5 separate regions of the Mus musculus genome follow, and all the other regions are linked to region 5. Evidence: chromatin contacts called from public Hi-C, HiChIP or PLAC-seq and promoter capture Hi-C data. All regions are on one chromosome and are shown on one strand. The core of a region is the stretch at or near the end of the contact, and the rest is flanking DNA. Distances in the headings are between cores, read along the strand shown.

Region 1 (5,402 bases), core at 634-3,133, 290 kb before region 5:
AATTGAAAATTTAAATACCCAGTCATTCTTTAAGGGGTGAACATGCTAGGGTGGGATCAATAGCTCGCCAGCATTCTCCAGTCTCTAAACAGAAATTTTCTATCTGGATTGGATGGCCAGATGTGATTCAAACTACAGTCAGAAGACTAGCTGAAAGGAGATTTTCAGTTTCATTTCAGTGAAGACATTTGCTATATAAATCAATAGGAAAAGAAGCAGAGTATAAAGATACTATGAATAGAGTGAGAGAAATCTAGGGATAACACAGTACAGGAGTATTGTGCTGTATACAGAAGTACAGGATATGCCACTGGATGCATAGCATGCAGCAACAAAGAAGCATAGTGTAGATCAAGTGCTACAGTAAAAGATGTGCCCGGCAAGGTTGGTGGAGATGCTTCTCTGTGTACCAGGTGTCCTCATGAACCTGGCTGGCAAGACTGTGCCCCAGTTCACCATGGGAGGCTCCCATCTGAGCTTACGACCCTCAATGCCTGAAGCCCCGAGTCTGAGTCTAGGAAACTATAGGTGGCTACACTTAAAGACAAGACAAAGTGGAGAGTCTGCAATAATCTGCCATGCAAGAATAATGTTACAGAAAGGAGGAAATGAACCCAAGTTCTCACCGTGCTATTTCGGACATCTATGTTGGGAAACTTCTTGTTGATGTACTTGAGACATGATTCCATGGACTTTTCCAGTAAAAAAGGTGGCTTGGATTTTGAATCTGAACAGGTCTACACATAAAAAAAAGTAATATTAAACTACCGTACTATTTTTCCATTTAGATACAAGCCTTTGGATGCATCATTCACTCCCACTATCTCTTTTGGAAATGGCAGTCTGAAATTTTATTATAAAAGCATGAGGGTAGTTGAAAACCAAGTTCGTTCCAGACAGTGAACTAGTACTCCTAAGAGCTAACAACCTGGCATCTTGTCTTAACTGAGGCTTAGCTCTAACACAGAGAGGAAGCTGCTTCCCCACCCCTCCTCTGAAGCCGGAAGTAGTGAGAAAAGTGGCTGATCATAAGTTGGACTTTATATAAAGCTCTGGGTCCCAAGAGACTTTACAAACGACATGACAGAAACCATATTCCTGGTGCTTTACTACAAAACGCACAAAGGTCCGTTTCCACAAGTTCCTTCTTTCTCTTCCTGGAAAGTCTCACAATTACCCACCTTTATCCTGCCTTCTACAGTCGCTGGCTCACCTTTTGGCATCATCTTTGTCCAGTTTCATAGTTACTCTCCTAAGCACACACACGCAGCATTCACAGCCCCAAACTACCTTAGAAAACACCACTTCCTTAAATGTTTCCCCTTTTAAGGAAATAATTACACACAAACATACACATACACACACAAACACAATTTTTGCCAGAGACACAACTTGAAAACTCAAAAACTAGAGAAACTGACAATAAGTAAACCCCAAATTCTAGACCCCAGACCCTTAATCAAATCACTCACAACACAAATATTCTCTTTCCCACCCAACCCTAAGTCATAGGGGAAAGGTGATGCTCTCAAAAAGGCAAGAATAATACCTAGAAAGGACACGCCTTAAAAAGAAGCCTCCCTCTATCTCCCCAAACTGTGGGAACCATACCGTCTAAGTGGCTGAAAGCCACTTAAAGCAATGGAGAAAAAGATATGGCTTGACTATTGGGCCTGCAGGCCTCCAGGTTCCTGCCATGATTTGCTAGACGGGTCTTCTTGCTTACCTTCTTGATGTTGTACATGCGGATGAGAACTCCCTGTCCTCGGTCATTCAGGATCGTGAGCTTCTCTGCTAATTTAAGCTGATAGGCAGAGGTCAAAGACATGATGGCCACCGAGAGAGAGGACCATCCGGATAACAAGACCCAAATGCCCCAAATATTCTCAGCCTGGCTGGCAACACCCTCTGTGTAAAAGGACCCGCCCTGGTTGGTGCACCGAGCTTCCGGTTGCTTCTGTAATTGGCTCATGGAGGATAGCAGTCACTATGGCTCACAGGCCTTCAGAGCCCTCTTGTGCTTCCTCTTGCACCCTCAGCAGAGGAGACTTCCTCTTTCTGGTTGTGCAGTACTTCAGTAAGAAGTGGGCGGAAGCTGAGGAAGAGAACAGGCTTTCACGGCTCCTCACAATGCAGTACCAACTGTTCTGGCCTTCCCTCTCCCCAAATGTCCCAGACAAAGCACACACCAAACAAATATCTACTACCAGCCCCATTCACCTCTACACTTACCCTTTTAGATCCCGGTCAAGAATGCCTGTTATTTTCTACTGACCCTTAGGCCCCAGCATCCTTTAGGACCCTGGTCTCTTTCTAACTATTCCATTCAATGACATGTTCACTATATTTTATTTATAAACATAAATATATTTATATATAAACATATATATACATACACACACTCTCTCTCTCTCACACACGCACACACACATATATATATATATCACATGGTTGCAAGGGTTGAGAAAGTCTTGTAAACCCCAGGCTATACTCAATCTATCTCCTTATGTAGTTGAAGATAAGCTTGAACCTCTGATCTCCTACTTCTACCTCCAGTGTGCTGGGATTAGCTTCCTTGTTATATTTTTAAGCATATGCTTTCTCTCTCTCCCACCCACATCATATGTTCCTTCCTAATGACAGGTATGATATCTAATATTGATATCCTTTGTAGTATTTAGTACAGTGAATCAGTAAGCATGATCCAGCAGTAGCAGCAGCACTTGGAAACTTGTTAGGTTTGATAAACAATAAAACAAAATATTTTAAAAGAAACTTACTAGACACACAAATTCTTTGACGTCACTCAAGACCTGCTGAACACAAAATCTTTTTTTTTAAGATTAGTTAGTTAGTTAGTTAGTTAGTTAGTTAGTTAGTTAGTTAATGTATGAGTGCATCTGCATATATACTTGCATGCCAGGAAAGGGCACCAGATCATAATATAGATGATTATGAGCCACCATATGGTTTCTGGGAATTGAATTCAGGACCTCTGTTAAGAGTGTCCAGAGCTCTTAACCACTGAGCCATCTCTCCAACCCTCAACCCAAAATCTTAAGGTAGAACAGGCATGTTTTGTTTTTGTTTTTTTGTTTTCAAGGTGTGTGTGTGTGTGTATGTGTGTGTGTGTGTGTGTGTGTGTACACTCAAACACATGACAAAGGAGGACAGAAGAGAACATCAGATACCCTGGAGCTAAAGTTACAGGTGGATGGTGTGAAACTACTAACTTAGGTTCTCTGGAAGTGCATCAAGTACTCAACCACTAAGCCATCTATCTCTCCAGCCCCTAACACATGCTATCCTACAACAAGTTCTCTGGGTGACTCCAGTGTGCCCTCAAGTCTGAGAACAATCCTACTTAGCAATGGTAACAAAGGTATGTTAAAAAAAAAAAATGTATAACAAAACTTTTCCTGGGGAAACACGACACACATGTCTACTCTTCTCCAATATAGGACACCCACAACATTCCAAAGTACAGATACCACCAGAATCCAAGTTAATGAACCATGAGCTTTATTAGGGTTACTTACAGGAATATGGGTGAGGGGTTACTTATAGAAATACAAGAAATGACTCAAGGACAGCTGCTTCACCAACGTCCATCCAAACATGGATAACAGATCACAAAGCTGGGAACCTGGAGAACCCTGCACAGCTTGCTTGCAGCTCAACTGGTTGGAGAGTGTTCTCTCCAAGTGCCTCAGTTGGTCTAAACATCTTCCAGACAATTCAGCTAGTTTCTACTTCTTCCAGACAGCTGGTCTAGTATCAGAGTCTTTGCAGATTGGCACTCACTTCTGAGAAGCACTCTCAGTTTTTATTGCTTATTCTGGAAGAGAGGGGCCTAGTGAATCTAGTCAGTTTCAGGGACTTCCCTAAGTTCTTTTGAGTTGTTTACCTTCCTGGTTAAAGGGCTTCCATACAAGGTGGAATGTAAAAATTTCTAAGAGGAAGCTGTTACACAACAAATTGAGATCAGTTTCAGCTCTCAGAGATTTGGATTGATAACCTATAGTAGGACCTGAATTTCCAGGTACCCAAGGAGGTCTTGGTGCAAATGTCACAGGGAACACATCTGAGAAATACCCATGTTCAAAAACCCCTCTTAGATACAGCAACCATTCAGCAAATCTACTGGTTATAATAACTTATTGAGGGCTAGGGTTATGGTTCGATTGACAGAATTCTGGCCCAACATATATGAAGTTCTAGGCTTGATTCCCAGCACCACATAAAACCAGGCATGGTGGTACGCACTGTAATATTATAAGGATTCAAAAATCGCTGAAGGAAAACCTCCAGACTCAGATAGTATGCAAAGACTGTAGGCACAAAATTTTTGTAGCCTACTTTTAATAAGGGTTCAACCCTTCCTTTAGCTCACCACCCAGCAGAGGTAGTAGAAGAGAAAAGTTATTAGGATATGGGGGAAATGGACTTGTTCAGCAATAGTTCTTTGGTGTATTATCTCAATCTTCTTTGGCAGCAGTTCAGTCCCATAGCAAACACCAAATACATCTCAGCAGCTGCAGACTAATCCTCCAGCCAGGCAGACACCAGGCATGAACCAGAAGCTGTAGTTCAATCCTGAAGAAGCCACTAGTGTCACCAATCAACCTCAGGTGAGGCCACAGAAGTGACAAGCTGCTGCAGGTACTTCTGTGTGAGTTTCTCCCAATAGCATCTTTATCACAAGTTGAACACAATGCTATGTAAGGTAAACCAATACAGGTTGTTAGTGAAGACTAGCAAAGTGGAGCAAACCAAACCAATGCTCAGTGCTCATCTCCCACTGTCTGTGGGATCATATTTATAATCTTTCATCCTGTATTCTTTCACGTGTTTGCTATAACCAAACATCCTTTCACCTGTGTCTGCTTCAAGAAAACATTCTTCCATGTGTCTGCTTTAGCAAGACATCCTTCCACCTGTGTGTCCCAGCAAAGCATTCTTTGACGTAACTACTTTCCAAAGAAACTAGACGTTTCTACTAAGACAAAGAACATTTATTCTGCAGAAATATCCAGTAATGTGGGAATCAACCATTCTCCAAAATGGCAACCCCAGACTAAGGCATGCAAGTCTCTTATAGGGAACCAAGGGGAACTCTCTAGAAGGATTAAGTAATCTAAAATTTAATTGATGGGTGCTAGGGGGTCACGGGTGGTCAGTGGTCTACATTCTTATAACATTAATGATTGACCATAGGATGAAATAGGGCTGCCCAGCACAGATGGCTCATTCTGAGATAAGATATTTCCCCATTTTTGTCATTATCCCCAGGCTATTCTTTGGGAAGGAGTTTGATGATCTTATTCTGGATTTTATGGTCTGTTCCTAAAGCTAATGTCTTGTGGCCTAGTTTCTAGGACTTATGGGTCTGTTCCTGGAGC
Region 2 (5,776 bases), core at 1,234-3,733, 320 kb after region 5:
GGCAGATGGTCCTGGGGGTATATCAGAAAGGAAATGGAGCAAGGCAGGAGGGATAAGCCAGTAAGCAGCATTCCTCCATCACCTCTGACTTCTGCTTCAGTTCTTGCTTCCAAGTTCCTGCCTTGAGTTCCTGACCTGACGTCTCTCAATAATGGACTGTGATGTGGATGTGCTAGACAAATAAACTCTTTCCTCCCCAAAGCTGCGTTTGGTTAACTGTGTTTTATCACAGCAGAAGAAAGAAACTGAGATGGTATATGTGGCAGGTAGGCTCTGACCAAGGCACCGAAGAAGCCAGTAAATACTTCTAAGCAGAAAGGTGGTATAACTAGAACTGTGTTTTAGGAAGACAGACCTGGCAAACATGCACAGAATGGCTGCAAGAGAACATTAAAGGAAAGGGGCCCCGGTGAGGAGGTTGTACTACAGATGAAGCAAAAACACAAGAGCAGCCTGAATCAGAGTAGAAGGACACAAGCTTTTCATACTCTTGGAGCTTTGACCTCCTGGAGAGAACCTGAATGGCCAGTATAATTTGAAAAGCTGGATGTGAGAAGAAAAGGCCAAGGGATTCTGTGTTCTTGAGGCTAAAGATTATGAATTTGTGCTCTCAACCCATGAATGGAAATTACACTGGTAGCTTCCAGACCGACATCCAAATCCTACTCCCTCTCTCCCTATGTGTGACTGCTGCATGCCTGAATCACATGTAGCATGTATAAAATAGCTCCTTCTCCTTTCTCTAGAAACAGAATTAAAGGGACAGCCATGTAACAACTCAGGCCCAAGAGAAAATCCATAATAACCAGACTGATCAGATACTGCAACGGTTCTTGCTCCTCTGATGTCTTTGAGGTCTGAGGAGCCCAACATAGACTGACTGGGCTGGGAGGGGAGAACTGGTATCATTGGGGGCTGGAGATCCCTCCTGGAACACCTAGATTGTCAGTCATAAAATGTGCTGTCTGTAGAGGACCACACCTCTTTCCCGAGTTTACTTAGTGTTTCCTTGGCCTCGATCTCCTTTATATGTTTATTTAATGTCATTTCTGTTGGTCAAGAATGTTTTACCCCATACCTGGGAGTAAGGAACAGGCCTGCAAGAGTGAAGCTTGGTTTGTTTCCCCTGAAAACGGAAAGAGCTTTAGTTCCATGGAAGTTCTCCCTGGGCTTCAGTCAAGTGCCAGTTCCGCTGTGGACTAGGTCGATGACCCTGGAGGGAAGCCCTTTACCTCTTCCTCTTCTGTAAAACAAGGGCAAGAATTGTGAGCACACGAGCTTATTGTATGATTACAAAAGAAAAACACCGTAACAACTTTAGGCTGCTATTTAAAAGTTATTGCAATGTTTTGGTATTGAGACAGCTCGTTGGGATCCTGACTCTCAACACCTTTAAAAAAAAAAAAAAAAAACTTATGTACTTAACACTCCCCAAATCCAGCTTAGCTAAGTGAATATTAGAGTCCTCTTATACACAGTGAATATGAAGTAGTACGATTGTCTCTGTTTTCGTGGCTTCACCCTCCCAACCTAGCAGAGGATGCTGGTATAGTAGCTAAATCTATAATCAGAAGGTAAATCCTGCTCCAAGCTGTGAAGATCAGGCCCAGAGGGAAGGCAGCAAGGCACCATCCTTCCCCTAAGCCCTATCTTGAGCAGTTACAGTGGGATTGGCAGATGTAAGCCGAGGATAGAGAGGGAAGGAGTTGGGTGTCCATGAGTCCAAGAACAGCAACTGTGCTGAACTATATGGTTTGGAGTCAGGCTGATGGTTGTCTCACTTAATAAATAATAATAATCCCAATCACCCCCCACCATCAGGAAACAGTCATCAGGGCCCTGCTCCCCTTCTGCCCAGGAGGAAGGTCAGGCCCGGTCCCATTTTGTAGATAGGAAACTGACACATCATGACTGAAGCCAACTGAGCCTAGATACTAGGTCTGAGGAGATGTTCCAGGTGTTTGCAACTGCTATTTCATCCACAAGCACAAGTTCACCCCTATAAAGATCCCTATCCAGCCACAGTGGATGCCTATCTGGATTTGGGCAATGACTACAGTGGGAGGGGTTGGGATAGAGTGTGATCCCTGTCATGAGAGGACACTGGGCAGAATGGGGTAACTCAGCGTCCCTGAGGGGGATGATTCCCAAGGGGCTGGACAAGGTGACCTCTCATGTTTGGAAGCTTCAAGACTCTGTATAGCAATTTAGTCTCTGCATGATTCCTTTGTAACTAAAGATGAAGAACTAAGTAGCAAGCATTTTCTTTTTCTTGCTTTGCCTGGGTCTTGTGAAATCAGGATATACAAAAGAAGGACGGACCCTCTCAAAAGAGGGTCTATAGAAGTTAGGGAGAGGGCCGAGGTATGGAGAACCTTACCCAAGGCAGCCTATTTACCAGCTGCCAGCCCAGACACACCCCCAACAAAATGCCATGGAGAACGAAGTTGTGAGTCATGGCTTGGCAAGTACCAGGATCATGCCTGGGGCTCCCAGATACCACACTGGCTCCTCCAGGTCTCTCCGGCTGGGCCTCCTCCTCCTCCTTCTTTCCCCAGAGGCATTGCTCATCTTATCCTCTCCTCCCTCATCCTCCTACCCCCAAATCATTCTGGGTAGTTGGGGGCAGGGAGGGAAGGACTAGAGTTGAGGTTGAGTTGGAATAAATTCCAGGATCGGGATGAAAGATAGATTAGGGGTAATGCTATTTTGGGATTTGGCTTAGTTGGTGGGCTTCTAGCTAATAGAGACAACATATCTCTCTACTGAGGCACCAGTATTAAAGTTCATAGCATTAACTCTTAGTAAATGTCTTGGTCATAGGCCTGCCTTCCTTGGGTTTAAATGGGAAGAGTTATAAATCTAACACAATAGGAAATATCAACACTTGAACAAAAACAGAATCAAGAATTACCTCCTTGGGATCCGAGCAGAATATTTTTAATTAACTGATTTTCTAAGGGCAGTAGATAGTAAAAAACTGCATGTTCATGCCCTGGGTTTGTGCAGCAGTATTTGACTTCACTTTGGTCTCACAGCAGTTTCTAATATGCCCATAAGATTTTCTTGTACATTTCCCCCTAACCCCATCCTGTTCTTATCAAAGGAATTATTCCTCTACCTCATCAACTTTAGAGAAGGTTGGGCAGCAGCTGAACAACTAAGGCCATGGTGTCTGGGCACCCTAGGCGATGTCTTGGCAAAGAAATACTAAGCAAAGCATGCTGGGAATTCCCAGACTGAGACATCTGTCAACAACAGTCAATCGGATTCCCTCAGGCAAAGGACACAGACACACAGAAAGTCCTGAGCTTTGCTTCTGAGGACAGAGTAAAAATAAACTGAATGACTGCAGGGTAACAGTGAAATGTAGACCAGGAAGCCTGGGGTCTTTCAAGAGAAGGTTGTAGATTGATTGAGGTGATCCTGTTAGGTTGAATTCCTAGAAACCTCTCTCTCTCTCTCTCTCTCTCTCTCTCTCTCTCTCACACACACACACACACACACACACACACACCCTTGTATTTGGAACCCAACCCAGTGAGATGAACCAGTTGCCAGCCCACCCACTACTATGCACTCAAAGTTCCTTCACTTGATAGGGGTCTCCATTTCTCTTTCTTCTTTCTTCACTCCCCTGTCCCATAATCTGGCTCCTTGAGTATTGGAAGTGAGGTCCTTTGCAGAGGTGTTGGGGGCACTTAGCTGCCATCCATCCAACTTCAGCCCTGCCCTTCCCACGAGCAACAGCAAAGACAGTGATTAGCTGCTCTCCCCAAGGCTCTAAGCGAAAGGGTTCTTTTTCTTCCAAACATGTCACATCTGGCACATCTGCTTTCCTAGCACTGATACATCCCAAGGGGTATAATCAACAGCTGGGGCGGGGCTGGGATGCAGGTCTGTACTGACAGAAGCCTGAGCTAGAGAGAGACGCCCAGAGCAAAACAAGCACATCCACTCCTCCCCACTCCCCTGCTACCCAGTGGCTAAGGTGAGCCCTATCACTGCATACCTTTCTGCACTGCAGCCAACAGTGTCCTCACAGCCCAGACCTACTTCAGGGCACAGAAGACAATGCAGCGGTACACTTCACTTTGAGAGACTGTGCTTTTTGACTCTTCAACCTTAAACTCTCCTGGAATCAGAAGGAAACTCAATTCCATTGTTCTTCCCACTGCTCCAAGCTCAGTAGCAACAGTCAGAGAGGCTTGGTAGTGAACTCACAGCTCTTTGCACTCACTCCCCTCTTTCCTGACCTCATCCAGTCCTTGCCTTTCTCATGCTTGATTCCTTGAAGCTGGTGGGAAGTCCCATGTCCCATTGAACCTGATATGTAGAAGTCACTACCTCTATGTGCCCCAAGAGTAGTCTGACAGAACACCAGTCAACACCTTTGGACATCTCTTCCCTTTCTTCCATGGTCCTATGACTTCTTCCTCCAGACAATCTTCAACTGGGCTGAACAGTTTCTTCTCAGCAATTGCTTCCTTCTTCAAGCTCATTCTCCTCTAAGAGACACTCTTCTTTTTTCCACAGCCCTATCCTCTTCCTCTAAACACTCTCCCCACAAGGTCCCTCTTTGGGGAATTTCTGTTGATAAGCCATTCACTGGACTGCCAGTGGCTTCCTTCTGTTCCCTACCACTGCCCAGATCTCTGTCCTTGCCTTGTTACTTCTGTGTTTGTCATTGTCCTGGGTGAATATCATAAAATTCCCATCTTGTAGCCTCCTAGGGGTGAAGACTGTGCCTTCACTCCAGTGCTTTGTAAAATTTAATATCTCCTAAATTCAATCAAATAAGGTGCCTGAATGGGACACAGACATAGGACCTACAACCTACTCTGTACTTCATAAAGATAACCAACACATACACACATGCACTCATGCACACAAGCACCCCAAGTCATCCCAAAGATGACTGAGCTTGTCAGAAATAAATCATGTTTGGCTTTCAAATGCAACTGTAATTACACGGTATCTTAACTATCTGTGCAAACTGTCAGAGAAAATATATTGGCAATTCAGAGAAAGAGGTGGGGGAGGCTGGAGCATCTACTGAACGCCACCCTCACCTTCTCTGAAGTCATCCAGAGATAGGACAACACAGAATGGCAAAGGCGTGCTGGGGCCAGTCCCAAACTTTCTGTGCCTAATGGTTTTTCAGGTGTGATGTGCTGTCACAAGCTCCCAGGGAGGAGGGGACACTGTATGCATCACTAGACTTGTAAGGTTCTGCAAGCAGCAGCAGGAGAGATTTAGACTGAAGACTCCCTGACCAGGTAGAGTCTGGAGACAGGCATCAGAGAGATTAATTCTCACCTCTGCTTTGAAAATTTTAGTCTAAATCTGCCTTCAGATAAAGCTAAACCATTCCAGATCAGTCCAGAAGGACAGGGGGCAGCGCTGTTTCAAATACCCCCATCTCAATTTTATAACATATTAATTTATGCAAGTCCATATGTCTGAAATTAGGATTCTATTATTTCTTCTTAGTTATGGTTAATATTTTAGCTTAACATCCTTTATCAGTATGCTTGGTAATATCCTTCCCAAACCCACATATGGTTCGAGTGTGGAATGCCCCCACAGTCACATGTGTTTGAGCATTTGGACCTGGGATGGTGGTACTGTTTTTGATAGCTTCTGGAATCTTTGGGACATAAGGTCCAGCCTGTGGAATGGTATAGCCTGAGTCTGTGTCTGGCATAGTTCTGCTTCTTCTGATGTGAGGGGTCCTAGAAGCATGTTCTGCCACCGTGCCTTCTCTGCCATGATG
Region 3 (5,698 bases), core at 2,141-4,640, 360 kb after region 5:
CCTAGTACGGGGGCAGAGGTGTGTCTCCAACAGTTGGTTGGCAGTGGGATAAATGGGCAATCAAGATGGCTGGGGATGGGGACTTGGGACTCATGACAGCGGGGCCAAAAGAAGGCAGGAGTTCCTATGCCAAGTTCCATCGATGAACTCTCCATCCCTGCCCTCTGCCAGGCTTGTCTGACTTTCCCTCGTGTCGTTCTCAATGACCTCACATCTTTCCTTACTTCTCCTCCACCCCTTGTCTATCACAGTATCTTTCATTTCCTCTCCGCTTCTGCCTCGCGTCCCCTGTTGTCCTTCTGTCACTGTATTTATGATTCTGTCACCGTGGTATCCGTCCTCCTGTCCTCCCACTTACCTTACAGTTAAACTTGTATGTCTGTCTGTCCATTTGGACATCAATCTTTGCTCTCTGATTCCATGTACTCTAACGAAAAGTGGATGGGAAGTGGAGAGAGGGAATTCAAAGTAAAACTGTTAACTGCCTTTTATGAAGGAAGCACTTGCTATGTGCCAAGCCCTCGCTTACACATCCTCCTAGTTAATTCTTACAACTAGGTTTGAGAGGTAGGGCTTTATTATCCCCATTTTACAGATGGGAAAAGAACATCAAAGAGTCTAAGTAATGTAATACTAAGTGGGACTCAAACCGAGGCCTGCCTGACTTCAAATACCTCACGCTGAACAATTAGTAGACAAGAAAAACCAGACGGAAATGTGGTAAAAGGGCAAGTTGATGGGAAAGACCTTGGAGGAGATCCTGGAAGCAGGACTAGGCCAGTCACTGGCGGCAGCTAGAAGCCAATCACTAACCTGCCTGCTTCGGACCTGAGCAACTGACCACCAGGTCTGTCTGGGCAGTGCAGAACAATCTCCTGACAGGAACACTATGTGTGATGGAAGAGCAGGGGATGGGGAGAGAGTTCAGCCAGGAACATATTTGCTGCAAGTACTAGGGTCTGAGTCCAATCCCAGAATCCATTTTAAAAAACAAAATCTAGGTATGGATATGTAATTACAGGGGCTGGGTAGGCAGAGACAGATTCTGGAAGCACATTAGCCAGCAGCCTAACCTACTTGTTGAGCTCCAGGCCAATGAGAGACCCTAGCTTAAAAAAAAAATAATAATGAGGCTCTTGTTCCTCTCTTTCGCTTCCTTTCTTGCTCCCACTCTGTCCCCTCGCCCCTTCCCCATTCCCTTCCCCCCTCTCTCCACATGCTCATGGCCGGGGCCTCTATTCCTCTACTTCTCTACTCTTTCTCTCTGCCTTTTTCTGCCTCTACTGCCCTCTTCACTCTCCTCCCCATGAATAAACTCTATTCTATACTAAAAAAAAAAAAGTGAAAATAAATGAATGAATATATATATATATATATATATATATATATATATATATATATATATGAACCAGGCCAATGAGAGACCCTAGCTCAAAAATAAAATAAAAATGAATGGCACCTAAACAATGAGACCTGAGGTTTCTTCTGACTTTTACAAACACACACACACAACACACACACACACACACACACACGAAAGAAGCCTACCAGCCCCAAAGGTGAGCTCCCTTTAGAGCCTCACCTGGGGATTGTCTTTTTCTAAACCTCCCCAAGCCAAACTTTTCCATCTGAGCCTCCAAATCCTTAGCAAAAATGCTGGCTCCTTGAAGCTTAGGATGGCTCCAGCACTTATGGCTGAAGACACCTGTGCACTTGTGAAGTGTAAGGAAAGCCCACTGGAAAGCCATATTGGATCACAAAATTCTTGTGCCAAAAGATTGATCTTTTGACTTATTCTCCAGTCAATTTTTCCTTCACTTTAAAGCCCGGAATACCCAATGCCCCCCTCCCATCTAGCTCATTCTCCCCTTTGCTATTTATAAAAGGCTCACATCTTCCTCCCCACCCTACCCCCTTGCTAGTATTCAGTTTGGTGGAAACACTCTAGCTGTCCAATTCTTGAAGAAGGGACAGTGTCCCTGAGCTCCCATGAGTGCCTGGCGTGTGCCGTGGAGCGTGAGATGGGATCTCTGTTATCTCAGCGTCGTTACAAATGGAATAATTGGTCATAAAAATTATGCAGCCTGTTGGAAAAGAAATAACACACGTGCTCATTATAGATTCCTGAGATAGCTTCTCCTCACTAAAATTTTATGTTTTTCCCATTTACCAGCTATCACCAATATACACCCCCAATCTCCAAGTTCCCCAAATCGGGACAACCTTAGAAAAGAAGCCTAATAAACAATACGGGCTTAAAGTCACAACCTTACCACAAATTTTGCTCAACCAAAGCAACCCAATGTGACCTAAAAGTGAGTTCAGAAAAATGCATATTCTTTCTCTCACCAAGGAACTGCAAATGAGTTAACTTATCATACTCTCTGAACCAGAAGGGTATGATTCCTTCACATTCCCCCCTCCTCAGCCTCTACTGCACTTCCATGAAGTGGACACAGAGGAGGGGGCCACCTCTCCTGGCTTGCAAGGAGCCCTCCACCAGGTGAGAAGAGTGGACATGTTGAGGGCACAGAGACACTGAGTGTTCTAGCAGTAGTTTAGGGTCAGCATTGGTATGACCTACGGGAGCAAGACATCTGACTACAGATGATGTAAGCAATCTCATGCCAGCCCTAGATAAGACACCCAGGACCAGATCACAGCATGCGGCAGACTTCAAAGGATTGCTCCTAAGGGTGATAACCTTGGACATGACAAGGGACACTCGTGGGATCTTTTGCTCAGACTGTGGTATCTCGGGTCTCTGCTCTAGAGACCACTGTTATTAGAACAAGAAACACATCGCCTCACCAATAGAGCCTCCACGCAGAGACCCAAGGACCAAGAAAAACAAAGCATGACTCTAGGCAAAGAGACATTTTGTGTACATTATTTTCCCACACAACAGTCCACAGCCCTCTCAAGGTTGTCCTAAAACACCTTGTTCTTCAGTTACTGCATAGCCCCTAAAAACAAAACCTACACAAGTAGATCTTGGATCCTGGCATCCTCTTTTGAAGATGAGAGAGGAGGGCCAGGCAAAAGCCCAAGAATTCAAACTCGCAGCACTAGCTAACCTTTGCCTCCATGGGACACAGCTCTCTAATACCTGAGACTAGAGGAAGATGCTCCCACTCCTGTGGATCCCCAGAAAGAGAAAGAACAAAAAAAAAAAAAAAAAACAGGAAGGCTGGCTCCGAGCCAAGCAGACTCAGACTGGCTCCAGTTTTTCCCAGCTGTGGACTCAACTTCTTGGAGTGAGACTGGATGATTGCTATGCGAAGAACAGGTTTGACTCCCACACCCTGTCTCCGCTCTCCATGCCCCTCCTCGATCCCTTTCAGTGGAGTGAGGAAGAAGGAGAGAATTACACTGGCTCCTCAGCCTTTCCCAGCTACAGTCAGCCCTCCTACAAAGGATGAGTCAGCACCAGCCATGGAGACAGAAACCAACCGCTGAGAGCCCGGCTGGGTTTTGAGACAAGCACCACTGACTGACTAGACATGGTCAGCCAACTTCCAAGTGAATTTTAGGGACCTGAATCTCCGTTCTGCCTCAGTAAGAAGCAGACAGTTGGGGACCTTCTCCTTATGTGAGCCTCCTGCCTTGCTCATGAGAATGGAGGCTCCTGGGCCTTCTCAGCTTCTCTCTAGGCCTTTCTAGGCCATTCTCTCAGAACCCCAGGAAGTCCAAGCATACAAAATACTGTTCTTTCCCTCCTCAACAATATCCATGCCATCTGAATCTAGGCTACAGGTGTTGATTTTTTTTTTTTTTTTTACTTATAAACACCTGCAAAATAAATTACTTATCACTCTCTTGTGGCCGTGTTTCTTAGGCTTCAACATGCACACTATAATCTGGAGGTCTTGTTAAAATGAGAATTACTGTTCAGTAAGTCAGGGGTGGAGCCTGGGACTCTGCACTTCTGACAAACTCCTCAGTGATGTTAATGTTGCCAGGACATGGACCACAGTTTGAGCACTGAGGATCTAGAAAAAGAGAGCACTGAACTGGGGACTCTTCTTGGCTGAGAAGGAAATAAGATAAATAAGAACAGCCTGACAAGCAATCCAGCTGAATATGTGTGTATGCGGGGAGACAACAAGGTCATCACATAGCAGTTGGGGCATTTGAGGATGCCGATAAGAGGGTCTCTTAAAGCAGGACAAATTAGGAATGGGATATGAAAATGAGGACCAACCGAACCAAGAGGAAAGTGGGGTGGACCATACCTAAGGATCAGATGGGAAAAGATGACTTACATGAGGGCCAGGCCCCAGAACTGCCTCTCAGAGAGGAACTCCAAACCAAGAAGTGACAGGAGCCCATCAGAACAAGTCTACAGAGGCCAAGTGGAGAGGATTCTCAGGATTTATCAGAACTACATAATGTGGTCAGATGATGCTAAGGAGCTGAGTGAGTTAGAGGAAGGGTGCCAAGGACGGCAGCAAGGGGGAGCCAGGAGGTAGTGTAGTAAGTACGGACTTTGATCTTGGGAAGATGAGACCATTCAAGAGACCGCTGTGAGTGTGCTTGATGCACTTCTAAACACTGGTTAAGATGGCACGTTTCACACTGTGTCTGTCTTACCACAAAAATGCTACAGCGAAGGCAGGAGCCCTAGGAAGACGGCACCACCATATAAAAGGATGAAAATCCAAGCCCATTTTAATGCTGAGGACATGGTTTTTAAAGATGATCCTCCTGAGGCAAAAACAAACCCCGGAGCCTCCTCTTAATCCCTGCTGATGCTGCTCAGCCTCTTAAGGATGGGGGGACATTACAAATGGGTTTCTGTTGTGCCTCTGAGCTCCACCAGTTCATACTGAGTCATTAGCCCAGCTCTGCAAGTATCAGGCATGAGTCTCCTCGCTCAACAGCCTGTACATGAAAGAACTGGCCACCGACAGAGAAAGCCAAGCTCTTAAAACGCCAGGCTCCAAGTTCTTGGGAACATGGCTTCCATAAGGATATCGGGGAGATGCAGGGTTGAGCTGAAATAGTCAAAAATAAAATAAACTATGCACCTAGCCAACACAGGGAATGAATGGGGAGAAAATTGAGAAGATGCATGATTGGGCAAGAAAAGGGGGTGAAAACAATGGAAAACCTGGGGCTGGAACTATAACTTGGTTGGTAGAGTACTTGCCTAGCATGCACAAAGCCCTGGGTTCAATCACTAACACCATATCAAACCATGATGACACATACCTGTAACCTCAGCCCTGCCTCAAAAAAAAAAAAAAATCTATAGCAGTATAATGCATAAAAGTTTCTACCAAGCCCCAACTGTGACAAAATAGGCTTGCTTTAAAGGATGAGCCTCAAACTAGATGCTTGGGGGGGGGGGGAAGCCCTGACAATATTTCAAGGCACTCAGAAAGAATTCGGGAAAGAAACTACTTCAGGCAGCCAGGAGGCAGGGATAGGAGAGAGGACACTCCCGGACAGTCAACCAGCATCCTGACACCCGTTGTGTGGATACATCCAATGGAAAAACAGGAGTGTCTGAGACCCTTCTGCAGCCCAGCCATCAGGGTTAGCTCAGCCATGATCCCAAACAGCTGGGAGGAGGCTAGCCTTTCATCATTGGATCCGGGAATGTTCCTGGTCCTTGGGCAGCATCTGCCCCTACTCTCTGCCTCCACCCTCTGTAGCTAATGGAGTGAATCCAGCCAGCTGCTCTCAAGTTGTT
Region 4 (5,227 bases), core at 1,652-4,151, 460 kb after region 5:
CTCCCTCCTTTGACTGGCTTCTGTGTTGTTCTAGCTTCATCTTCCGTGGAGCCCAAATTGTCCTGCTCCCCCTCTCTCCTGCCCCCTCCCCTTCCCCAGGCACCAGGTAGGTACCTAGGTCCTCTGGGAGGAAGAGGATGGAGACTGAGAGAAGGACCGCCATCCAGAGCATCTGTCTGGCTATGCTAGAGATGTTGCTCATCCCTGACTTCCTGGGAAACTCTAGGAGGGGAACCTGCAGTATGGGCAGGGACCAGGTGGTGCCTTCTGCCTGGCTCTCTAGTCCTAGTCAGGCCGACAGGGCCTCAGGGAAAAGAGCATCATGGCCTGGCCCCCCAACTCTGCCTGGCGTGTGGGGCTTGGGGCAGAAAGGGCCAGTGCTGTCATTCTCTCTCTCTGCTGGAGCAGGAAGATGAAGAACAGTGTCAGACTCATTTTCAGCCCCATTAGGCAGCAGACGGAGATGGAGGGAGGAGAGCGGGAGACTGGGGGATGGGTTCTGCACTACAGATGCCAGCAGGGCCTCATGAAGAGAGGACTTGGGTATCTGGAGAATATTTTAAGCAGAAGAAGCCATAGGAGAGGCTTGAACAGAGAGTGACCAGGATGGCATGTTAGGAACAAGGAACCACATGGGTCGTGTTCCCTGAGGTCCCCGGGTCAAGAAGGCAGCAGAAGCTGCAGTGCTGCCTGAAGTCTGAGCCCCTGGGAGGGGAAGGGGAGACTCAGGAATTCAGGAACCTTCCATTGCTATATGACAAGTTTGAGGCTTATATCAGAAATAAAAATAAAGGCAGCAGAGAACCCTGACCCTGTCTGTCTTTCCTCATCTCTCTTTAGTGCTTTTACAGTGAGTTCCCTGTCAGAGGCCAGCCCTGGGGTCCCAGCCAACCCTCCATGGAAGGAGTGTCCCATCTGCAAGGAGCGCTTCCCTGCTGAGAGTGACAAGGACGCCCTAGAGGGCCACATGGATGGGCATTTCTTCTTCAGCACCCAGGACCCTTTCACCTTTGAGTGACCTCACCTCTCCCTCTTATGTAGACACACGTGCACACACACAGACATATATGCAGTTTGGTCTCATGCTTTTTCTTTTTCTTTCTTTCTTTTTTTAAATCACACCAGGCTTTATAATGTTCTGTTCCTACAGACCATGCCTGCACCCTGCTTTCATCCCAAGCCTTACAACTCCATCTTCCATCCTGATGTCTTTGTCCCAAGCAGCAATCTGTCTTGGAAGCAGTGGCTGAGTTTACTTTTCTGAAAAGGTTTAGAGGAACCAGGATGGAGATGACTTTCCCTTGCGGGAATAGAATTATTCCCACAATTTATTTACTGCTAGCCCAAGTACACACACACACACACACACATCACTCCCTTCTGATGCCCCAAAGCCAACTCCTGCCACCCCACACCGAAGTCCTCAAACGGAAAAGAAAATGTATTTGTGCCTTCTGTGAGGGATAGGGGACAAGGGATCCCAGGTGTCCCCATTTCCCGCCCCCTCACCTTCTCCAGCCCCGCCCCCCACAGCAATAAGAACTTTCTCTCTCCCTTAAACTCTCCTCTTATTTGTAGTTTGGACAAATATATTTATATGATATGTGTAACCATTGTCATGACGTATGTTCTTATCAAGAGGCATTGCTACAAGAAAAGAAGGGCTTCAAATTCCTGGTCCCTGTCAGGAGGGAGGAGAGTGATAGATTAAGTACATTCTAACCAGGCCTTCTGGTGTGCTAGCCACCTGAGGCCACGGGGGAAAAAAAAAGACACTGTGTATCTCCGGCCTGGAGCACACTTTTAAGGAGGGAGCAAACAGGTGGCTGATGGGATTGGAAGGGACACACAAAGACCATCAGATTCCATGGTCATCCTTGCTATACCCTACTCCCATCAAGAACACATATCTTTGGGTTCTGCCAAATGAGATGTGCTCTGAGCTCCCTACCACCATTGTTTACATCCCATACACCCCCGTGCACTCCTTGACAACAATCAGAGCAACACATCCATCCACCCCAACCAGTTGTCTAGGTAGCACAGACATCCATAGCAGCACAGAGCATATATTAAGGACCTTGTGCTCACTGATGCTCTCTGTGTGCCCTAGCAGGGCATACACCCATAGCTCTCTCATTCTCTGTCCCAAAACACCCTTGTCAGCACCTTGCATCCGTTCAGGTTCGCTCACTGGACCACCCCCATAGTCCTGTCTTTACCTGAAACTAACCCATCCACCACCACCCCGCTTCCTACCGCACCTGGATGACAATCTTACATCCATCCCGTCTTCTTCCCTCATGTCTGTCTCCTAGCAACCCCATCTCGTTCCCTGAATCCTTTCCAAGGAAATTGGAGATAATGGATCTCTCTCCTCTCTCCATCTCAACCTCTCTTTATTGATCCTCCTTTAATGAAAGTTAATTATAACAATGATTTAATTAATAGAATCCCTCTCTTCCTTTATTGCTTCCCGTATTAAGACTATTAATAAATACGAGCTGGGCTGACAGAGGCATCCATCACCCGCCCAGGACTCCCCCCATCCCTCCTTTTCCCCTCCCCTCTCCCCCTCCCTCTCTTGGCCTATAAACTTGCCGGGGTAGTGGGGGTTAATCAGAGAGGAATTATGAGCCAACATCCCCAGCAGGAGGTGCATTTAATGAAATCACTCGTGATTTATGATTGGGGGAGGTTGGGAGGGAAGAATCTGGGACCTACACTTTCTGGCTTCCAGGAGGTTGGTCCCCCTAGAGCTAAAGGAGAAACAGGGATCCAGAGCCAGGCGCCTGCTCCCTGCCAACCCTCCATCTCACACAAAAGGCACATGGCTAACCAAACCAGGCCATTGACACATAGAGGCTCTGGTGAGGACCACACTATGGGCTTTGTTCCTACTCTCCCTGGCATGGGTCCTTTTCTACCCTTTGCCGTCTCCTCAGCTCTGTCCTGATTCACCCTCCCACAGCTGTTCCACACATCTTCCTCCTAGAAGCAACCCTTCCCCCACCCCCTAATTTGACACCAAGCACTTCCAACGTCTCCGGCTCCATTTTTTTTGGATCCACGTGTCTCTTCCTGTGCAGTGTATGAGTGTTCACACTGGGACTTCTGCAGGTGTTTGGAGCAGGGAGGGGGACAGCTGGCCTTCAGATCCAGCTCCGATCCTACATATTGTGTAGTGTTTGGCAACTCACCCTGTCATACCTCCATTCTGAAATGGATGTGGTCCTTATCTTCGAGCTTTGTGTCCTCTGTGCAGCTTAGAAAACTGAAGGTCCTGGAGTGAAAGGGAAAGTCAGATGAAGTGGCAGCAGATACTCCTGTCAGCATTTGTCATCAGAGGATGAATCTAGTCCTCTCTGAGTACCTTGTGGCTGCCCCCTGTCTACAGGAACTTGAAGTGTGGATGGCTTAGTGTGCCAGCACACAGCGCGGGGTCTTCATTAGCTGTTCTCAGGGGCGTTTCCTCCACCCATCCTGCCCTGGGAAACCCTGTGCTACAGTGGAACAGAACTGTTTCCCAGAAATGTGCAGTTTTCGAGTGACTGTGCAGCTGCCTTTCTATCCACCCAAAGGATGCTTCAAAGCCCGCTTGAGTTCTGTGTCCTGAAAAAGGAGCTAGAACATGTGTGGCATGTTCATAAAAGCACACACTCTGCCGGCTGCACATGCCTGGAATCCCAGTAGCTGCGAAATGGACAATATCAATTCCTGTTTCAAAAGGCCAAGGGCTGGTTAGGTGTGATGACATTTGCAAGGTCCAGGCCAGCATAACTGCTAAGTGAGACCCCATCCTTAAAGAGAAAAGGAAGGGGGCAACCCAGAGTCTAGGAATAGAAAACCCAGCAGTGCAGATCTTGCCTAGGCAAGCCCTAGTCAGACCACAAACAAAAGCTCATTATCATGTGTACAAGTTTTTCATTTCTCTGTAAGTAGCATGGAGGTAGGACCTGGGCTTATACACCCTGTGGCTCCAAAATCTAATACAGAAACTGACACAGAAGATGAGTCCTCAACATTTTTAAAAATTGTATTGGGGGGAAAAAAAAGACTCACTTCATTCATACAAAATAATACATAGAGAATAAAATGAGCATCACACTGGACTCACCAACCAGTTTTCTTTTGTTTCCTTTCTTTTTTGGATTTTTTTTTTTTCAAGACAGGGTTTCTCTGTGTAGCCCTCGCTGTTTGGGGACTTGTCCTGTAGACCAGTCTGACCTCAAGTGCTAGCATTAAAGGCATGTGCCACCACACCTATCTACCTATCTACCTATCTACCTATCTACCCTATCTATCTATCTATCTATCTATCTATCTATCTATCTATCTACCTACCTACCTACCTACCTATCTCTATCTCTATCTCTATCTCTATCTATATCTATATCTATATCTATATCTATATCTATATCTATATCTATATCTATATCTATATCTATCTCAAATGTGTATGAGTGGTTTGCCTGCATGCATGTCTAGTACCTGAAGAGGCCAGAAGAAGACATCAGATCCCCCAGAATTGGAGTTACAGGTGGCTGAATCTACTCATCAAGAACACTCCATAATGATTCTTAAGTTAACAAAAAACAACTCAATAGCAACCAACACCTATCTTGTTTTTGTCAAGCAATCTATAGCACTGAAATGGTGTTAGTGATGTTTGGTGATTTAAAGCTGATTGGTCAGGGCTGGAGATACGGTGCTTAACTCTTAGCAGTTAAGAGCACTGGCTGCTCTTCCAGTAGATACAGGTTCAACTCCCATGGTGGTCTACAACCATCTAAACCTCCACATTAAAAAAGAAGAGGGTTGGGGCAACTTGCATGAAATGAAGGCCAGACGGTCAGGGACAGAACGGAAAATATCAACATTGAAGGGAGAGGTAAAGGTAAAATGATGGAGATGATGGGAAAGGACCAGGGAGAGATAAGAAGCTACTTATGAGAGGTGACAAAGAGAAGATCTAACAGAAGCAGGTTCCGCACCAAGGCCAGGAAAATGACTCCTGGAAGACACTGGACTGACAGCTGGGACACTGGCTTCAGGGACACATGACAGTTAGGTGTGGCAGTGGCTGCATAGCCGGACTTCACAGCCCCTGCAATAGGTACAGAGTTCCGACCTTTGGGGATTGAGAATATAACCAGACTCATAAAAAGTGAGGGCTAAGCCAGCAAAATGACTCAGCAATTTAAAGCACTTGCTGCCATGCCTGACC
Region 5 (5,721 bases), core at 2,918-5,417:
TAGCATCAAGGCAAATTACTCAGTACCCCCTCCCCCAGCCCGGGGCTCTGATGAAATCCGATTAGTGAGAACTGAGCCTCACTGAGCTGATGGCTCCTCCGATAATTGCTTCCCAAGTAAGCAGTGTCAGCTCTCTAGCTGCCCACCCCTCTCCTGGGTTTCAAGGCATCCAGAGCCAGGGGACTGGGGACACCTGAGCTGTAAGATTAGGAAGCTGCCACCTGCCTCCAGTTAAGTGGGGTTTGACCCAAAAATTTGGCTTCTGTGGTCTTGGAATTGAGGGTCAGGGTAAAGCCTTAGCCAACGGAGGCCCACATTCCTACCTTCTCACTTTTTGGGTAAATCGGTGTACCCATTTTTCTGCAGGATAGAGGAAGGTAAACACAGAGACCAAAGGCAAGGAAACGGCTTGATATGAACTCAACTGCCCTGCTTCCTCAATTCTTGGAGGTAGGTGGGAATTGGGGGCTTGGCCTGCAGGCAGCTTCCTCTACTCTAGTCTCCTATCCACCAGGCAACCCAAGGAAGGTTAAACTCCTGAAGAACTGGAGAGTCCTGTAACAGATGCCTTTGGAGGCTGATCAGCCTCTGTGAGTTCTGAGCCAGAGTCAAGGACAGACTGTTGGGGTGCAGAGGCCTGGGTTCCCCTACATTCTGGGCCTGCCCTCCTCCTTTTCAAAACAGCACATTTTGTGGGTTTGGTGTCTGTTTGACATTTATTTACTTATGAGTGTGTAATCATGTGCCATCATCACCTTTTGTAGAGGCAAAAAAGACTGCTTTCAGGAGTCAGTTCTCTCCTACCATGTGGATTTTAGGGATTGAATTGAGGTCATCAGGCTTAGTAGCAGGCACTTTTACCTGCGGAGCCACCCTTTTCTGTCTGTGTTTTTTAAAAACACAGTCTAGCTCTATAGCCCAGGCTGGTGCCAAACTTGTGATCCTCCTCCCTCAGTCTCTAGTGCTGTTATTATAGGTGCATGAAACCATACCCAGCAAAAAGGGCATTTTATGTGCCTGCTAATTCCTCCTTGTTGCCTTTTACTGCAAGTGTGTGTGTGCACATGCACACTTGCATTCGTGTGTGCATGTGTGTGTGTGTGTGTACAATTGAATAGAATCCAGGACTTTGTGCATGCTAATCTGTAGTTCACCACTGAGTTATACCCAGTCCTCCTTCCTTTTTTTGACTTTTCATTTAGTCTCCCGACCTTCGGAAACTGAACTCCCAGTCCCCACACCTAACTCAGGCAGGGTGTGGTCTCTGATGGACTTTCCAGGGATGAGTTGGCTAGTACTGTACTGTGCCTTTGTGTCTGGCCGGGAGGTTGAGGGTTCAGCCCAGCATCCTCTTTCAGGCCTGCCAGTAGCCATAGCAACCTGTGTGACTAACCTTCACACAGCCCCTTTTGGGACAGGCCTTAATAAAGCACTTTGCCAGTTAATTTATCACGAAAGACAAAGAGATTTCAAGGATTGTCCCATTTTACAGCTGAGATAACCGAGGCACAGAGAAGTGAAGTAACCTGCCTGGACGTCCCCATTAGTAAGCTGAGAGCGTGACAGCAGATCAAGCCCTGATTCCAGCTTTCATTCTGACCTGGCTGTGAGAGAGGGGATTAGAGTGTGGAAAGAAAGCTCCAGAAAGTCCTTTGGAGTTCCCCAGGGAAGTGGCCAGGTGACACCTGGTACCCGGAGAGGGGAAAACGTGGCTTGCATTCATCCAATAGGCAATTTTAAGCTTTGTGCAGCAGGAGCCCTTGGCAGGAGAAAGGCTGCCTGGCCTAGAATTCCTAGCGAAGCAAAGCTAGCTCCCTCAATGGCCGATAGATGGCGCTCGTGGCCCAACACAGCCTCTGCAGCCTGCGGAAACCCGAGGGAAACAAGAAAGCAAGTTAACCCTTCTGCACCCGGGAGGCGAGTAGAGGCTGTGGGGCCTCAGAGGCCCCTTCACAGCTTAGAGCGCACCTGCTAGCTCTTTCTTGGCTGCGGCCAGAATCTACTGTCCCCCTTATCTCACAGGACCAACAGACATTGTCAGCCTGTCCGTTGGAAGCTTCTGGAGGGTCAGGAGACTAGGGAAGGGCTATGCTCACCTTTCATCTCTGGGTCTTGTTTCTAAGAATCTTTAGCAGAGCTCCATGAGAAGGCAGATGCTGAGGGGTATAAATTGAATTGGGGGTGGTGACCCGTATGGGACTTCAATTCTAGCACTTGGAAGATAAAGTCAAGCAGATCTCTGTGAGGTCAGTCTGGTCTCGGTAGTGAGTTCCAGGGCAGCCAAGATGAGACCTTGTTTCAAAACACTACCACTACCACCACCACTACCACCAACCCCTACCCCTGAAGCAGGAACAAAAACCCACTGGAAGAATCGGGTAAGCCAAAAAATTATGGGGGACACAGGTATCTGAACGGAAAATGAAGTCTATAATTAATTCCTTGCATCCTTCCACCAACTTCTTTTTTCTCTTTTCCTTTTTTTAGACAAGATTTCACTTATCTCAGGCTGGCCTCGGATGTGATATGTAGCAGAGGAACTTCCTGAATTTCTGATACCCCTTCCTCCTCTCCCAGAGCTGTGGTGTTACATACAGCCCTCCTGTCTCAACAGGCTCTTAGGATTCTTAAATAACAAGACAACACTATGGTGAGGTTTTGTTTGTTTGGAGACAGGAAAATGTGCAGAAAACAGAGATAGAGAGTCCTGTTCACGAAGTTTACTTTTCTTCATTGCAGAGGAAGTAGAGATATTGAGGTGTGCCCAGGGGAAGATAGAGGCACCTAGAGACAGAAAGCAAGCCATGGAAGAGGTGAGCGACAAATCGTACAGAAAGAAAGTGGCAAGACCCAGAGGGACAAGGCTGCTGTGCACTACAGCTCAGCAAGTAAGGGGCAGCCTCGATGGAATACAGGTGAGTGATTCCTCACCTTGATGCTGGATGGTCACTACTCACAACAGCTGCACCCACTGCTTTTATCTGGATGCTAGAGCAGTCTTGGGAAAGGCATTGTGTTCTGGGTTCCCTGGTCTTCTTCCCTAGCACCCATTGGGGACTTTGCTTTGGTGATGAGAGCCCTGGCTTCCCCCGGCATGAGTATTGGGGAAGGCAAGGGACCCAGAAGATATCTACCCATGGAAGATTCCAGTTGAGTGAAAAGTCACAGTGAAATGTCCAGTTAGATAGGAACAAAGCAGGGTGTGAATGGCTTTGGAAGTCAGTGCTGAGGGGCTAGTTAGGTGCAATTAGGGATTAAAGTTTGTTGGAGAAGGCTTCCTGGGAAGACTATTGTAGGAGAGTCTGGAAAGATGGGATGTGTTATTTATATATGTCTACTTATGAGGGCCAGGAGACATAAGAGTTGGTAAATAAACAAAAATCTGAGTCAGGACGATCTTCCTTACTAACCTGGGTGGGCACCACCAACCTGTTCAGAGTCCAGTGCAACCAATGACTAAGGAAGGGCTCTTAACACAAAGGGCTTCCCTGGTTCTCCAGCTTACAGGCAGCAGGTCCCATAGGGCTGTGAGCGTATTTCCACAATACATCTCCTCACATTGATAAAAGGATGGTTTTGATTTTGCTTCTTGGAGAAACCCAATTCAGGATACAGGCTGGCAGATGTCAAGGCAAGAGAGAAACAGATTAAAATGGCGAGGCTGTGGATTTAGATGCTAATGCTAACAGGGATGTTCACTGTCAAAGAGGTAGGTGCTGAGAGAAATGCCTTCGTGGATATTTGTTTGGTTGTTTTGTTTTGTCGAGTCAGGGTTTCTGTGTAGCCCTGGCTGTCCTGGAACTCACTCTGTAGATCCGCCACAACCACACGGTTGCCTCTTTGGATGTTATGTAAACAGTTAATGGCCCTTGGAGGGCTGCAAAGATGATGCCTTATACCTCGGGGCAGCAAGAGGGAAAGGTCTCTGGTGGATGAGGTATTGGGGATGGCTGCAGAGTCCAGATGGTTGTGACGTCTTGATGTAAATCATATTATTAAACTACAATCCCCAGCGACCCGTGGAACTCTTTTAGCGAGTTTTCCGGGGATTTGGCATTTCCGGCGGAAGCAGACGTCGCTAGCCATTCTTCTTATTTAAATGCTGTCGACTACAACTCCCAGTGCCCTCCGCGCCAGGACGAAGAAAGGAAGCGGAAGCTGCATGGGGAGCTTGTGCAGGTGAGGGAGTAGGGGGCTGGATCTCTGGGAAGGGCGGTGGGGGCTCTCGGAGTTCCGGAGAGGTAGCCGCTCTGTGACTCCAAGGCCTACAAGGGGCCCCTGTGAGCCCTGCAGCGCTGTTTTGATTTAAATCCTGTGGATTTCTGTACCACCTACAAGGGACAGCGGCTAGCTAGTGGCTTGGATTCTTATTTTTGTTTTAGGTTTATTTATGTTATTTTTTATATATGGGTGTTTTGTCTGCACACCAGAAGAGGACATTGGATACTATAGGACTGCAGTTTGACTCTTGCAAGCCGCATTATGGGTGCTGGGAATTAAACTGAGAACCATTGAAAGAGCAGCCAGTACTTTTACTTAATGAGCCTCCATCGCACTGTGGCCTGGATGTATCTCAGGGTTGCCCTTTGTTTTTTAATGTAATTTGAAATGTGTGACATGTTTCTTAAGGCATTTTGCTTTTTGAGGGGAAAAAATGCACACACACACACACACACACACACAAAAGGCTCCTGATCTTCTCATCTTTCCGCCTCTACCTCCTGAGTGCTGAGCTGATAGATACGAGCTTCTATACCTGGTTTACAGTGCTGGGGATTGAACCCAAGGCTTCATTCATCTTTGGTATACACTCCACTGAGTTGCAGCATCAGGCATTGAGCTTATGGCTGTTGGTGACTTTAGGGAGGACTGTCAGACTTCCTGCTAGGAATTTTTTTTTTTTTTTTTTGATTTTTTGTCCAGGACAGCAAAGCTCAGATTATATCTGTCCTCTTAGCTCTTCATGGCTTATCCCAAACCTGTCTTATATCTTATTTTGGAGTTATCCCCCCAACATATGAGGGACTCAAATATTTAAGAAATAAACAATTGCTGGAGGTAGGTTGATGGTTCCTATAGAGAAGAGCCTTAAAGTGATTTGTGCAAGAGAACCTTCTTAGATGTCTTGGCTGGTAGGGCTCTTGCCACCAAACCTGATGACTTATATTCATTCCTCAGAGCCTTGACAGTAGAAGAGAACCAGCTCCCAAAAGTTATCTTTTGCCACATGAGTTGCTAAGGTGTGCTTGCTCTCCCTAGTAAATAAAAACAACTGTTAAGAGAAAGAACCGTTTAAGAGAGGAAACCAGGACTAGCATTCTAGTTAGCCTGTGACACTTGCTACCAGATGAACAGTGAAAATAAGCTCTCCTCACTTCTGTGCATGCCTATCCTTGCTGTCTTCAGCCCAGAGCAGACCCATCTTAGACCTGAGAGAGATCCCTGTGCTGTTTTTTCTAATATTGGTTCTACACAGGGACTTGCAAAGCAAAGGTCCCAGAAAACCCAGTTCGCCACACCGTCCTCAGCTTTCCAGAATGTTCTGGGAGCCTGTGTGGACAAACCAGATTTCTAGCCTGCTATGGTGACACATCCAGGTAATCCCAGCACTCGGGAGACTGAGGCAGGAAGAAGGCCACTGGTTGGAGGTTAGTAGGTCTACATCTTGAATTTTAGGACAGGCAAAGCCATGTAGTGAGACTTTGTCTCAAAACGCATAAG

Evidence for each region. Promoter capture Hi-C pulls out the DNA fragments that hold promoters and counts their contacts. A called contact is a pair of places that touch in the nucleus more often than the background predicts. HiChIP or PLAC-seq counts read pairs in DNA pulled down with a chosen protein or histone mark. Capture Hi-C pulls out chosen DNA fragments and counts their contacts.
Region 1: a promoter capture Hi-C map of pancreatic islet shows a contact between it and region 5. The contact joins the promoter of Nckap1l here to the promoter of Smug1 in region 5. A contact is called at or near these places in 3 of 39 promoter capture datasets (liver, neutrophils and pre-B cells), 2 of 484 Hi-C or Micro-C datasets (CD4 T cells and pre-B cells), 2 of 115 datasets of contacts at active chromatin or transcription factors (memory CD8 T cells and microglia) and 3 of 9 other capture datasets (adipose tissue, liver and pancreatic islet).
Region 2: a promoter capture Hi-C map of the SN4741 cell line shows a contact between it and region 5, with 2.2 times the contacts expected there. The contact joins the enhancer-like site here to the promoter of Smug1 in region 5. A contact is called at or near these places in 1 of 39 promoter capture datasets (the SN4741 cell line), 1 of 15 datasets of contacts at CTCF or cohesin (the NIH/3T3 cell line), 1 of 115 datasets of contacts at active chromatin or transcription factors (VIP interneurons) and 2 of 9 other capture datasets (embryonic stem cells and liver).
Region 3: a Hi-C map of cerebral cortex shows a contact between it and region 5, with 1.6 times the contacts expected there. The contact joins the enhancer-like site here to the promoter of Smug1 in region 5. A contact is called at or near these places in 2 of 39 promoter capture datasets (cranial neural crest and liver), 1 of 15 datasets of contacts at CTCF or cohesin (the NIH/3T3 cell line), 2 of 484 Hi-C or Micro-C datasets (cerebral cortex and cortical neurons), 7 of 115 datasets of contacts at active chromatin or transcription factors (the NIH/3T3 cell line, SST interneurons, VIP interneurons and 4 more) and 4 of 9 other capture datasets (adipose tissue, embryonic stem cells, liver and 1 more).
Region 4: an H3K4me3 HiChIP or PLAC-seq map of forebrain shows a contact between it and region 5, with 7 times the contacts expected there. The contact joins the enhancer-like site here to the promoter of Smug1 in region 5. A contact is called at or near these places in 11 of 39 promoter capture datasets (the 3T3-L1 cell line, 3T3-L1-derived adipocytes, the C10 cell line and 4 more), 2 of 15 datasets of contacts at CTCF or cohesin (embryonic stem cells and pro-B cells), 54 of 484 Hi-C or Micro-C datasets (3T3-L1-derived adipocytes, the 63-12 cell line, the C2C12 cell line and 29 more), 22 of 115 datasets of contacts at active chromatin or transcription factors (SST interneurons, VIP interneurons, acute myeloid leukemia and 15 more) and 6 of 9 other capture datasets (adipose tissue, embryonic stem cells, embryonic tail and 3 more).

What each region holds. Positions count from the first base shown.
Region 1 is chr15:103,450,306-103,455,707 of GRCm38.p6, reverse strand. Nckap1l (NCK associated protein 1 like) reads right to left here and starts at 1,883. Exons shown (of 31, transcript NM_153505.4): 1 at 1,727-1,883; 2 at 627-737. The coding sequence starts at 1,828. Gm52195 (a long non-coding RNA gene) reads right to left here. Exons shown (of 4, transcript XR_003951567.1): 4 at 4,530-4,717.
Region 2 is chr15:102,836,593-102,842,368 of GRCm38.p6, reverse strand. No RefSeq gene overlaps it. Among named protein-coding and RNA genes, the nearest start is that of Hoxc13, 82 kb to the left of the region's middle. Within about 2 kb of position 2,483, at least 34 of the 459 cell types and tissues checked have an H3K27ac peak or open chromatin away from gene starts, as enhancers often do. A contact at or near this core is called in the NIH/3T3 cell line and the SN4741 cell line, where this site is marked.
Region 3 is chr15:102,800,128-102,805,825 of GRCm38.p6, reverse strand. The region is part of intron 6 of Gm36560 (a long non-coding RNA gene); the gene reads right to left. Among named protein-coding and RNA genes, the nearest start is that of Gm36560, 49 kb to the right of the region's middle. Within about 2 kb of position 3,390, at least 59 of the 459 cell types and tissues checked have an H3K27ac peak or open chromatin away from gene starts, as enhancers often do. A contact at or near this core is called in the NIH/3T3 cell line, SST interneurons and cerebral cortex, where this site is marked.
Region 4 is chr15:102,703,160-102,708,386 of GRCm38.p6, reverse strand. It overlaps Calcoco1 (calcium binding and coiled coil domain 1), which reads left to right. Exons shown (of 15, transcript NM_026192.3): 15 at 841-1,610. The coding sequence ends at 1,018. Among named protein-coding and RNA genes, the nearest start is that of Calcoco1, 16 kb to the left of the region's middle. Within about 2 kb of position 2,901, at least 27 of the 459 cell types and tissues checked have an H3K27ac peak or open chromatin away from gene starts, as enhancers often do. A contact at or near this core is called in SST interneurons, cerebral cortex, cortical neurons and 4 more, where this site is marked.
Region 5 is chr15:103,161,730-103,167,450 of GRCm38.p6, reverse strand. Smug1 (single-strand selective monofunctional uracil DNA glycosylase) reads left to right here and starts at 4,167. Exons shown (of 6, transcript NM_027885.3): 1 at 4,167-4,179; 2 at 5,477-5,648.